3 separate regions of the Zea mays genome follow, and regions 2 and 3 are each linked to region 1. A link is a contact called in public Hi-C data. All regions are on one chromosome and are shown on one strand. The core of a region is the stretch at or near the end of the contact, and the rest is flanking DNA. Distances in the headings are between cores, read along the strand shown.

Region 1 (4,087 bases), core at 796-3,295:
TCAGGCGATCTGAAAACTATGAGTGGGACCACGTCAAACTTGGGATAAAATGAATTTTACCTGAAGAGCTCACAGAAATATAAATGATACAAACTATGTCGGGTTATGATGCAAGTCATGTTTTTAGCTGTGACATCAGTAAGTCCATCCCATGCGTGCTTAGCTATAGAGACCTCCACAGAACCACCCCCAGAAAATGATATTGCAAAGAAATGTCACAAAACATAACTTAAAACCCACTACAACAAGCACATAGGTAGTGCATAGACAAAGGATCAGACAGCTAAGGTGGTAACAAGGCAATGAAATTATGGATTTTTGAATGTGTGTGATCTGTACTCTGACCAGCTATATTGTATGGCTTCCAATTGGAGGAACTAAAACTATATTATGCACTGATCAGCTCACCAATAATGATGAGCCAGATATATTATTAACGAGAAAAGAATGTGAGTGATTCTGCAAGAATAACCAAAACTTTTCAAAAAGTTGGACAAATTCAGAGAGACACCATTAAAAATACATATATTTCAATCAAAATGAAATATGAAGGCACTTGAGAGTTCAGACTAATTCTAATTTCAACTTTCAAGGAAGAAAGCCCCAATATCTATCTTTTTCTTGTGGTACTACACCATTGGATGAGCTTATTTTCCCATATCATCCACTGGAATCCCGAAACATATATGGTGCACCTGGAAGGACACAACATGCCTTGAGTGGGTTCATTCAGGGATTTGGCTGTGGTTTGGGAGATAACTGACAGGTTACACAGCTTGGTTGGGTTGCTGGCGGATACATAAATCAAGAGTTCAGCATTAATCCACACATATTAGCAATGACTTGTACCTAATTCCATGGCACGCTGACTTGGAATTAGACAACCTTAATCAGGTGACACGCAAGCTTCCGGACAGAAATTTAACGCATGTTTGTGATTGTGCAGGCATTTTATTTTCTTGCTAAAGAGACATATGGAAAGACAACAACTGGTGATTTAGCGCCATCTGTAAAGATGGCAAAATTTTACATGTACCTAGTTTGACAGGTAGTCTACCAGCTGAGAGTTTTCACTAGCTAGCTTATGATCAATCAAAACAGAATGAACTGCACGACTGTCATGTTTCTATTGATGATGGATACATTGACAAAACTACAAGAGCATCAGCTTGCCATAGTCAGTTGACTTATGTGCAAAAATATAAGACTTACTGCGGGGAGGGGTCAGAAGTAGCTGAGCAACAATGCCTCGAAAGTTGAGGCAGACTCGTAACCGGTTTGCGAGATGCAAATTGACTTAATTTTGCCTGGATTAGGAGTACTAGTACCTAGCTATAAATACGACATGACGGCAAGAACTAAACTAGCGAGACCGATCCGATCGCCCCCTTCCAGTACGTAAATACATACAAGCACAACACCGGAGCGAATCAATCCAGCTGACCAGAGATAGTAAGAAGGCCAGACGGATCTGGCGAGGTGGAGATGCAGATCTGGGGGCGAGGACAAGAGATCTGACCAGAACTTGAACTCGGGGAGACGCCTGATGAAGGGCTTGAACTCGTCAGACCCCCGGGTGGGCAGCGCCGGCCCCTCGGCGGCGGCGGAGGGGTCGAGCTCGGGGTCGACCATGGGGGAGAGGAAACCGATGAGGAGGTTGAGGAGGTAGATCCCAAGCCCGTAGGTGACGATGTAGAAGCCCTGCGCCATGTAGACCCGCAGCGCGTAGATTGCCGCGGCGGCGAGCGTGCCGAGCCACCGCCCAGTGGCGTGAGGCGTGGAGCGGTCCAGGTAGTACTGGAACGACCGCGACGCGTCGCTCCGCCACTTGGCCGCCGCCGCCACGGCGCCACCGGAGCCGGCGCCGGCGCCGGACGAGTCGCCGCCCTCCATCGGATCGGATGGCGGCGGGGTTGGGATGGAACCCTGGCCTAGTCAAGAGGCGAGGGGAGGTTGGAGAAGAAGAGGCGACTTTGGTTCGGCTCGGCTCTTCCGGTTGAAAGTCGGTGCAGTTACTTGCAGCTCGGCGTCCGCTCGGTTCTCAAGGATGGGAACGGGACGGGCATCGCGTCACCGTTGCCATGGGCATATACCGTCGTTCGTCCATTCAGGATTCTTTCTGCACTGATTCAGGATTCTTTCCAAATCCATTCCCCGTTTCAGCACCGTTTAATTTAATGGGACAAATTTATTCTCATTCCCGTCTCTATGGATCCCCGTTTAGGGCATGTTGGACCAAAGTCTTTTAAAGCCATGGTTTTTAAATATGTTTAAAATTGTTATGACACAAATAGTATAGTTTTAAAATACTATGTTTTTCACAGTTTTTATTAAAACCGGTGCTTATTTGGTTCCAAAGTTTAGAAATGCAGTATTTAATGCGGGAGGAGCGAACGGTGGGTGGCCGGACCATCGTGGTAGGGGCTGGCGACGAAAGAAACCAAGGAAAACTGAGGTCTAGATCTTAGTATCCAAAACTTCAAAAATATCACAGTTTAAAGTAAATCATTGTCGGCGTTTCGAGACCGGGGTCCCTAAGCCAACGAGTGAAATGTCGCCGCGTGCCCCAGCCCAGATGGGTCGACGCGAGGCCGAGCGCGAAGGGGGAGTGAGGTGGCCGGAGATGGGCGTGAGAGAGGTGGAAATCCCGCGGCCTTCGTGTTCGTCCCGCGCCCAGATCGGGTGCGCTTGCAGTAGGGGTTACAAGCGTCCACACGGGAGAGGGAGCGAGCGGCCTCACGCGAGCGCCTGTCTCGTCCTCGTCCCCGCGCGGCCAACCCCCTCTAAAAGGGCCCTGGTCCTTCCTTTTATAGGCGTAAGGACAGGATCCAGGTGTACAATGGGGGGTGTAGCAGAGTGCTACGTGTCTAGCGGAGGAGAGCTAGCGCCCTAAGTACATGTCGTTGTGGCAGCCGGAGAGATTTTGGCACCCAGCTGGTGTGATGTCGTGGCCGTCGGAGGAGCGCTGGAGCCTGGCGGAGGGACAGCTGTCGGAGCTGTTGAGTCCTTGCTGACGTCCTCTTGCTTCTGTAAGGGGGCTGAGAGCCGCTGTCGTCACGGAGTATGCGGGGCGCCATCATTGCCTATCTGGCGGAGCGAGCCAGATGGGACGCCGGTCTTGTTCCTCGTGGCCCGAGTCAGCTTGGGGTAGGGTGATGATGGCGCCTCCTGTTGACGTGGCTGGTCTGCGCCCTAGGTTGGGCGAGGTGGAAGCTCCTCCGAAGCCGAGGTCGAGTCTGTCTTCCGTGGCCGAGGTCGAGTCCGAGCCCCTGGGTCGGGCGAGGCGGAGACCGTCGGCCGAGGTCAGGGCGGAGTCCGAGCCCTGGGGTCGGGCGGAGCGGAGTTCGTCGTCTTCTGGGGCTGAGCCCAAGTCCGAGCCCTGGGTCGGGCGGAGCGGAGTTCGTCGTCTTCCAGGACTTAGCCCGAGTCCGAGCCTTGGGTCGGGCGGAGCAGAGTTCGTCGTCTTCCGGGACTTAGCCCGAATCCGAGCCCTGGGTCGGGCGAAGCGGAGCTTCCTATGGTGCCTGCGGCCGGGCCTGACTGCCTGTCAGCCTCACTCTGTCAAGTGGCACCGCAGTCGGAGCGGCGCAGGCGGCGCTGTCTTTCTGTCAGGCCGGTCAGTGGAGCGGCGAAGCGACGGCGGTCACTTCGGCTCCGTCGGCTGAAGGGCGCGCGTCAGGATAAAGGCGTCAGGCTGCCTTTGCATTAAATGCTCCTGCGATTTGGTCGGTCGGCACGGCGATTTGGTCAGGGTTGCTTCTTGGCGAAGACAAGGCCTCGGGCGAGCCGGAAATACGTTAGCCGCTGGAGGGGGGCCTCGGGCGAGGCGGAGATCCTCCGGGGTCAGTTGCCCTTGTCCGAGGCTAGGCTTGGGCGAGGCGTGATCGTGTCCCTCGAATGGACCGATCCCTGACTTAATCGCACCCATCAGGCCTTTGCAGCTTTATGCTGATAGGGGTTACCAGCTGAGAATTAGGAGCAATGAGGGTACCCCTAATTATGGTCCCCGACAGTAGCCCCCGAGCCTCGAAGGGAGTGTTAGCACTCGCTTGGAGGCTTTCGTCGCACTTTTTTGCAAGGGGACCAG
Region 2 (4,087 bases), core at 432-2,931, 350 kb after region 1:
ATGAGTAAATGAGAGAGAGAGTGTGAGGGGGTATATAAAGGATCCCCCAAAAGCTGGCAGCCGTTGGGAGAAAAGGAGCAAAAACTGGTTGAACCGGTTTTCAGACCGGTCGAACCGGTTTCTACCAGGGGGATCCCGGTCCACTGAGCTACTCAGTCGGAGACTCGACCGGTTTCAAAACCGGCTGAGTAGGGAAAAATTTCGGCTCAACCGGTTTCTGAAAAATATCTGCTGCGACTTTTTCTGACAGCTCTGACTGTCAGACAGGTCAGAGCAGATGTGGCAGGTGAACAGTACTGAAACCGGTTGAACCGGTTTCAGGACCAGTTGAACCGGTTTTGGGGGCTGAAACCAAACTTTGGGTATTTTGAAGAGAACAAATGGGGAGACTTTGTGGGAAGTAAAATTTGTTTTTCTCAAGGGCATTCATGATCTGGGAAAATGATCTCCAAGGAGTTTTCAAAAGATTTTGAACTTGGCTCGTTTCACAACTTACTTAACCGTCGCGGATCCCTCTTAATTGTACGACGATTCATATGACTCAAGAATTATAAATTTAGCACCGCCGTTGTTTCTTAGCACTTGGAGCACGCCATTTGATGTGGAATTTTAAATCCGCTGTGCTTTATACTTTTATGCTCGTAAGATCTGTGCTTCTCCTGTCTGTAGAAATACTGTGTACATACTAGGAGCAAACTTGTTAGAATCTTAGTTTGTTTTGTCATTAATCACCAAAACCCTCAATTAGGGTTGATTGCACTTACAAGGAGGACATGGTGGCGCCTGCCACACTTAGGTTATCTTGGCGATGAGGAGTCCAGGTATAAGATATTAGACAACCAAGGTCCGTATCGTGGCAGCAGTCGGCATATGCTATGGAGTTGTTGGTGGTGTTGTGTCGCTTCGGCGTGTCCAGGGTTGGCAAGACACTCGCATTCTCTCGTCCTTCTCGGACTGACGTCTAGTGCGGGTGCCTCTCGGTTTGGAGCTGGTCCGACTGGACTTTTTCCCCGCTTGCGTGCTCTATCCTTATATATGTCTAGCGGTACCACCTATGTCGCCTCCAGATACCCAGTTCTTCGTCGTGTTCTTCTCCGGGAACGAACAGGTATGTCCGCCTCTTTCCTTCCCCTCCTGCTCTACGAAACATTGGAAGTGGGGAAGGCGAGGGATGAGGTCTCTGATTTGCTGCATATGGTAACCGTGCGTCCATAAAAAATATTATGCGAAAAGCGAAGACAATCAATAAAAAACCTTGAGATCTTTTTGTGATAGTTTATGTGGGTATTATTGTGAGCCGTCGCAACGCACAGGCAACCGACTAGTAATATTAAAAATATGTCTCAACGGAATAAAAAAAAGACAACACACCAAATTTCAGTGATCGAGGAGACATTGGCAATTTTGCCATTATGATTTGTGGGCTTCGTCAGTATGCCATCAGACCCACAAATCATAGACACATAATCCCACCAGTAATAGACACAGGATGACATAATAACATACATCAAAATTGGGAGTGGCAAAATCACAAATTTCTCGTGATCGAGCTGGGCCTGATTCTAGGCCAATAGTGGGCCGAAAGAAAAGCACGGCCGTTTCCGGGCGGGTCATCATTGTGCAAGCGGTGGAGTCTGGACTCTGGAGTCGAGGAAACCATCGTCAATCAAAAATCAAAAACAAAAGAAGCAAACCTCGTCGTCACGCCATCCCTCTCCACCTCTCGTCTTCCAGACGCCTCCAATCCGGGCTCCCAGCGTCTCGGAAAAGAGGAGCAGCACGGCACGGCGGCGATGGCGAGGAACGCTCCAATAATATGCTAACCCGTTCTACCCAGTCCAATTAGCAGCCTCCCAAGGAGAAGGAGATCCAATCCTGCGGGCGGGCGTCCCCGTATCCCATCCATCGATCCGAATCTCGGAATCTGCAGGTGAGGAGACTCATCGGTTCCCTTTTTGAGTAGCGACTCATCGGTTTCTCACCATCACTTCCACTTGGGGATTTCAATCGAATGGTGAATAGGAGTTACCAATCAACACTCCTTTCTTTTCTTTTTCTTTTGCAAACAATCCATCGAGAAAATCTTATTCTTACGCGATTCCTTCAGGACCCTGCGGCGCGGCTTCTTCGTGGAGAAGAGGTTGCTGCCGAAGCCACCGCCAGGTAGCCATGTCGTCCTCCGTGCTGAGGGCTGCGGCCGACAGGGCCATTCGCAGGCAGGCCCTCACGCTGACGAACGCCGCGGTGTCCAGGATCCGGCAGCTCCTCAGCCTAAGGCAACGGCCATACCTGCGGCTGGGTGTCAAAGCGCGAGGTTGCAACGGCCTCTCCTACACCCTCAACTATGCCGGTATACTTACTGCTACCTTGTCGCACAGATCAACTTTCTGCACCTGTTTTTCATCGTTTCACAAATTCACATTAACAACATCCGATTTCATAAAGGGCGGGGGGAAATGAATAAAGTGATAAGCTTATATAACACGTCTTGCTTAATACTATCCCGGTCATCCAATATGTAGAATTTTGTATAAGATCCTTTATTGCAAAATGTTACTTCTGTTGTATCGTGATGTTCAGCCATATACCATGGTTAGTGTTCTTACCATTTATATTATATTTCGTCACTTTTCAGTTATATTGGTAATTGGTATGGCAGATTAATTACCAGACTAGTCATAATACCCAGTGGCAGATCCAGAAATGGATCGCGGGTGGGGGATAAGTTAAATGTAATGATGAATGGAATATTAGAAATAATAGTATCAATTAAAAATGCTCATGATGGCATATAATCCCTCCATTCTCTTTTATAAGGCATAGCTTACCTGACAGGCTGACACGGCCTTATAGATTACCCTTTGACAATCTATTTATTTTATTTTATATTATTATGCTTATAGGCTTATGATAATTACAAATTAACCATATCAACTTTGTGCTATAATAGTTCAAAATTGTTAGTCAAAGATTGTGAGGTTTGAATCTTGATATGCATGTGCGCCTTATAAAAGAGAATGGAGTATAAGTATATATAATAACTTTGTTCGTAGAAGAATACGAAATAAGAGATCCGATAACCAAAAGTCATACATGTATGCACAATATCACATAGCTTTCCCCTACCATCTAAAATTGTATATTAAAATTTTCAAATTGTTGTATACTTCATATAAACAAGATTACATTGTAAATTGAAATGAAGTACTACAATACATACCACTCATTGTGTACATGACAAATTTATCATAACATATTGTTTCTTGTAGCCAGAAAGCGCTTTAATCTTTTTATCTTTAATGAATGTAAACAAATGCCACTCGGTGTAGCAATTTAGAATCAATTATTATGGGTATGAAAAATAGGAAATAGCAATCAAAATGGGATGAACTTATACTGTAGTACTAGACCATAGAACATTCTTTGCCTCATTGGCTCACTGTTGCAGCTAGCATACCAACAGATGGGGGATTAGAGCGGTGATCGCCTGGCCAGCTGGGTGCCTGCTGGATGCTGCCTAGAGATGCTATTCCCTTTGAATGGTGGCCAGCTGAGCGCTTGCCGCCTGCTTTCCTGGGACCATTGTTCACCTTAGGGGCTAGGGATCGCTGGCTATGAGCTTGGGGATTGCCGGTTTGAGGTGATGGCCGATGATTGATTATAGCCAACCGGAGCAGGAGAAGGGATGGGTGCAGCTTGCTGGAAGATGCCGCCACGGAGAACAGAAATGGTAGAAGGATTAGGCTTGATTTTCCAAAAGGTAAGTCGATTGAGGTGGAGAGATGATGATTTAAGGCTCTAAACGTACGGCTTCTTGCAATCACTACACCACTGCTCCATTGGTTATCACCCGTGCCACAAGGATGTCCTCGCTAAGAAGGCTTATTTCCTGTAAGCGCAATCGAGAACACAAGGAAGAACATGGAAGTTCTAGTCAACTGAATCGATTATGAAGGTGGGGTTCAACAAACTGATGATTGCTTGTATTGTTCTTAACAGATTGAACCTAAGATAACATCTGAACACTAACATAGCGACGGCTATCGAGTATCGAATATGTAAGGTTTAGGGGCATGCAATACCCTTG
Region 3 (4,087 bases), core at 558-3,057, 280 kb after region 1:
TGGCTTTGATTTTTTTGCAAAAAATTTAAATAAGGTAAGCCGATCAAATTTGGTAAAAAAAAGTCAAACGAATTATAAATTGTAACGAATAAAGTATTATTTATTTATTATTATTATTGTTGTTGTTGGAGTTGGAGTTATGTTCAATATATTTAATAGATATGTTTGCAAGGAGACAAGAACCATCTAAGCAAAGGTAAGGTGAGTCGTCTTTCTCCGTAAGGGTTTGTATAATTACGTCTAGATCGATCGAAGGAATCAGAAGTAATTAAGTTTTTTCATAGTCAAAATTAAATAGAAAAATATTTAATTCCTCAATTCTCTTCGATCAAGACGCAATCAAAAGCCCATAACTTTGATTTGAGCAATCATCCCATTTAAATTGAGGTGATGTATCATGGATTCATTCATCAAATTTAGTGAAATGACTCCATTTCAAATATTAGTACTAAGGCCCTGTTTGTTTCAGATTATAATCTCTCTAGATTATATAATCCATCTCAAATAATCAAATAGTTAAACAAACACCTAGATTATGGGTCAGATTATATAATCTAAACCCCAAATTATGATAATCTCATAATCTTCTCAAGACTAGCTTATTTGAGATTATTTTGGTAAAAGACCCACTGTCCATAGTTATGTAAATAGAAATTACAATATATGCCATCCTTTTTTCCCACCTCAAATAAATAATAAGGGTATTGTTGTCTTTGTGAATAATCTACATTGGTATAATCTAAACTACCAAACAACTACATATAGATTATAATATATCTAGATTATAATCTGGATTATATAATTTAGATTATAATCCAGATTATATAATTTATAAGTTGAAACAAACAGGCCCTAAGCCCTGTTTGTTTCAGATTATAATCTCTCCAGATTATATAATCTAGCGCAAATAATCCATTAGGTAAACAAACAACTAGATTATGAGTTCAGATTATATAATCTAAAGGCCAGATTATGATAATCTCATAATCTCCTCAAGGGTAGCTTATTTGAGATTATTTTGGCAAAAGAACCACTACCCATGGTTATGTAAATAGAAATTACAATATATGCCATCTTTTTTTCTCACCTTAAATAAACAAACAAGGGTATTATTGTCTTTGTGAATAATCTACATTTGTATAATCTAAACTACCAAACAACTACATATAGATTATAATATATCTAGATTATAATCTGGATTATATAATTTAGATTATATTCCAGATTGTATAATCTATAAGCTGAAACAAACAGGCCCTAACTGACTACGAGAAATGAGATGATAATAGATTAACTCATTATTCAAATCAAATACCCCGTAATTCAAACCAAACATCCCATGACTCTTCGTGCCGCAAGTCCGCAACTCGCCAAAGGTTCGTCACGCCTCTACGCATGTGTCGCCGTTCATTCCCAGGCGCTGGCTCACTAACAGCCCGTTCGTTTACATAGGAATAAACCTGAATTCATTTTAGCTTATCAAAATTTATATAAATTAGAGAAATAATTCGGCTAGAAATTATTCCGGATCTCCAATCCGTAAAAACCAAACAGAGCCTTAAAAGTCAAGTGAACGTTTTGTTTGCCGCACTCGCGGCATGGTTGTCTTCCAAACATGGTTTAAACCTTCGTGCTCACAATTTTGCTCATGCGGGGCGGCAGAGGTGATTGAGAAGGGGTTTATTTATAATAAATGTTTTGTTATGGCTCCATAATACAGTGGTGTGGCTTTACCGCTTGGGTCACCTAGGTAATTAAACAAGCAAAAAATGGTTAATTAGAATCTTAATGCCAGATTTATCCACGTAACGACGCATCGAGACCCATGCAAGGGTAATGATGAAGAGTGCCCACGAAGCTTGTGTGTCCGCGGTCCGCCTTGTCCCCCACCTCCTATAAAACGGGAGCGAAGACGGCCCTCCCCTTGGAGACTTGCAATCCCATCTGCTCCGGACAGAGCCCTCGCTCCACACCGCCGGCGACCTTTTTCCTCCTCCGCTCGAGGAGTGGGCCAACGGAGGGAGACCATATGGGCGCGGAGGCAGCGCATGGGCATCCGCAGCAGCAGCCTCCCTCGTCCCTCCGACCCGGCAGGGAGGCCGCGGCGCCGCCCGCGGTGGTGGGGCTGCAGCTCTCGGCGCTGATCGACCACGTCGCGCGCGTCGACTGGTCCCTCCTCGACCGCGTCCCTGGCGACCGCGGCGGCTCGCAGCAGGTACTTCCTTCTCCTTCCCTCCCTCCCACGCGCAACACGGCCGTATAGTTATAATTCGCTTCGCTTCAACTTCTCCAATGTGCAGCTGTCCATTTATTCACAAATTGAAATCGCAATCCGACTTTGCAATGTCTGGTCTCGTAGAGCCAGTAACACTTACGCCGCATGATTGCCAGATGCTCTCCTCCTTCTTAATGTTTCTTCGGAGATTCCCTATATCTATCCAAGGGCCAACACGTCCTCGGAATTCTACACCCTTCCCTTCCTTTTTTCCCCTTTTGGGTTTCAGGATGGGTCGTTTGCCATCATATGGTTGTTCGAGCCTTTGAGGTAGGTTCTTGCATTAGTGCCGAGTTCTAGCTTTAATTGCGGCCCCACCATGTTGTCGGCTGGCCATGTGAGTATGTGACGTTTGGATCGCTTGTTCTTCAACACCTAATGCATTCAATTTTGTGATGGAATTACTGTATATTTTTCTGAAAAAACACTAATTCCCTGCCGCAAAAGAAACCTGTCTAATCTGAATTAGAATTTCATTCATTATCCCTATATCTCTGTGCTTGAAATGATTTGCAGCTAGTTTTGTTTGGTTCCTTAGAAAAAAATGCTTTTGAATAATGAATGGGTTGCTGAATCATGTTTTGTCTCTTTTGAATTGCCAATAAATTGCTTGTTCTTTTGTTCCACATGGTTCCACTCTTTCTGTACTTGAGCAGAATGATTAAAAAAGCAAGTACTTTCGGAGTTTACAGGCAGATATTTCCTAAATTTGACCTGGTCTGTGCTTTAGTTAACTGTAGCTATTATTGATTAAACCTGTTATTGCTTTCACTGAAAAGGGGCCTGCCTGATGGTTGGCATGGTCTACACTGCACACTTCAGGAATGGTCAACAGGTCAAGCAACAAGCATGGACTAATGTTTCTCAAATTGATTGGTCCGTTGACACCTAACTGTTTAGGCCCCAGAGTTGGTAAAAGTTTGTAATGAAAGAAACTGCTTGCTACTATCGACAGGCATCCTTGACTTTTTTTATGCAAATAAATGTAGATGCAGATCCAACTTGTCAAATTTTATTATAATTAAATGTGTCATCGTCATATTTCATCTTCGCAATGTTGTCCAGCCTTGGTCTGCAAAAAAAAAAGTTGTTCAGCATTCCCTTTAATTATCATTTATCAAGGGAGAAAAGGTACACCTGGAATGGTCTTGAATCTTAATATCAGTTCTATTTGACTCGAGACACTCAACCAAATAAGAATTAGGCCCCTCTTACGATGTGATTGCTGAGTCCTTGTATAATCTCTACATTGCAATTTTCTTTTCTTTTGGATAGATGAAACGTTAATTTCATAATGCTTAGATAAACCATGTACTTATATCTTCTGGATTTTGTGAAATGGGTTAGAGGTTTTCCCTCTTATTCGAACCCACTTAATTTATGATCTGAGAGTCAGAGATTCTTCAGTTGATCATGCTGAATATTATTAATTTTCTTCCTGTTGGTTAGTATGATTCCAAGAGGAAGACATTTGGCTTTAGCTTGCAAACACATCAAAAGCACATCTGCACATGCATACATGTCCAGGAACATATCTATCATTCTATCCTATTCTTTGATGCCATTCAAAATAAATTAGGAATTAAAGCTACCCAAGTAAAGTGGAAATTGTATGTTTTGCTAGTTGATGACCTTCCACAGCCTTTTAGCTATTGTTTGGAGGTTGAAGAATCATGTGTCCAGTCTATTTTATTGTATTTTTTGTGGTCGCATTTGCATCATGAATTATTCCTCTGAACCTGGATTGGTTTTATATGATATCAAGATCCACTACTACAGTGGAACTATCCTGGCATGGTAACATCATTATGT

Evidence for each region. A called contact is a pair of places that touch in the nucleus more often than the background predicts.
Region 2: a Hi-C map of leaf shows a contact between it and region 1, with 7 times the contacts expected there. The contact joins the promoter of LOC100282007 here to the promoter of LOC100284264 in region 1. A contact is called at or near these places in 3 of 25 Hi-C or Micro-C datasets (ear, leaf and tassel).
Region 3: a contact with region 1 is called in a Hi-C map of leaf, with 9 times the contacts expected there. The contact joins the promoter of LOC100282026 here to the promoter of LOC100284264 in region 1. A contact is called at or near these places in 2 of 25 Hi-C or Micro-C datasets (leaf and tassel).

What each region holds. Positions count from the first base shown.
Region 1 is chr3:31,192,821-31,196,907 of Zm-B73-REFERENCE-NAM-5.0, forward strand. It overlaps LOC100284264, which reads right to left and starts at 2,046. Exons shown (of 3, transcript NM_001291675.1): 1 at 1,520-2,046. The coding sequence starts at 1,893.
Region 2 is chr3:31,543,404-31,547,490 of Zm-B73-REFERENCE-NAM-5.0, forward strand. It overlaps LOC100282007, which reads left to right and starts at 1,682. Exons shown (of 4, transcript NM_001368111.1): 1 at 1,682-1,930; 2 at 2,108-2,350. The coding sequence starts at 2,170.
Region 3 is chr3:31,475,980-31,480,066 of Zm-B73-REFERENCE-NAM-5.0, forward strand. LOC100282026 (ribokinase) reads left to right here and starts at 1,808. Exons shown (of 8, transcript NM_001154939.2): 1 at 1,808-2,215. The coding sequence starts at 2,030.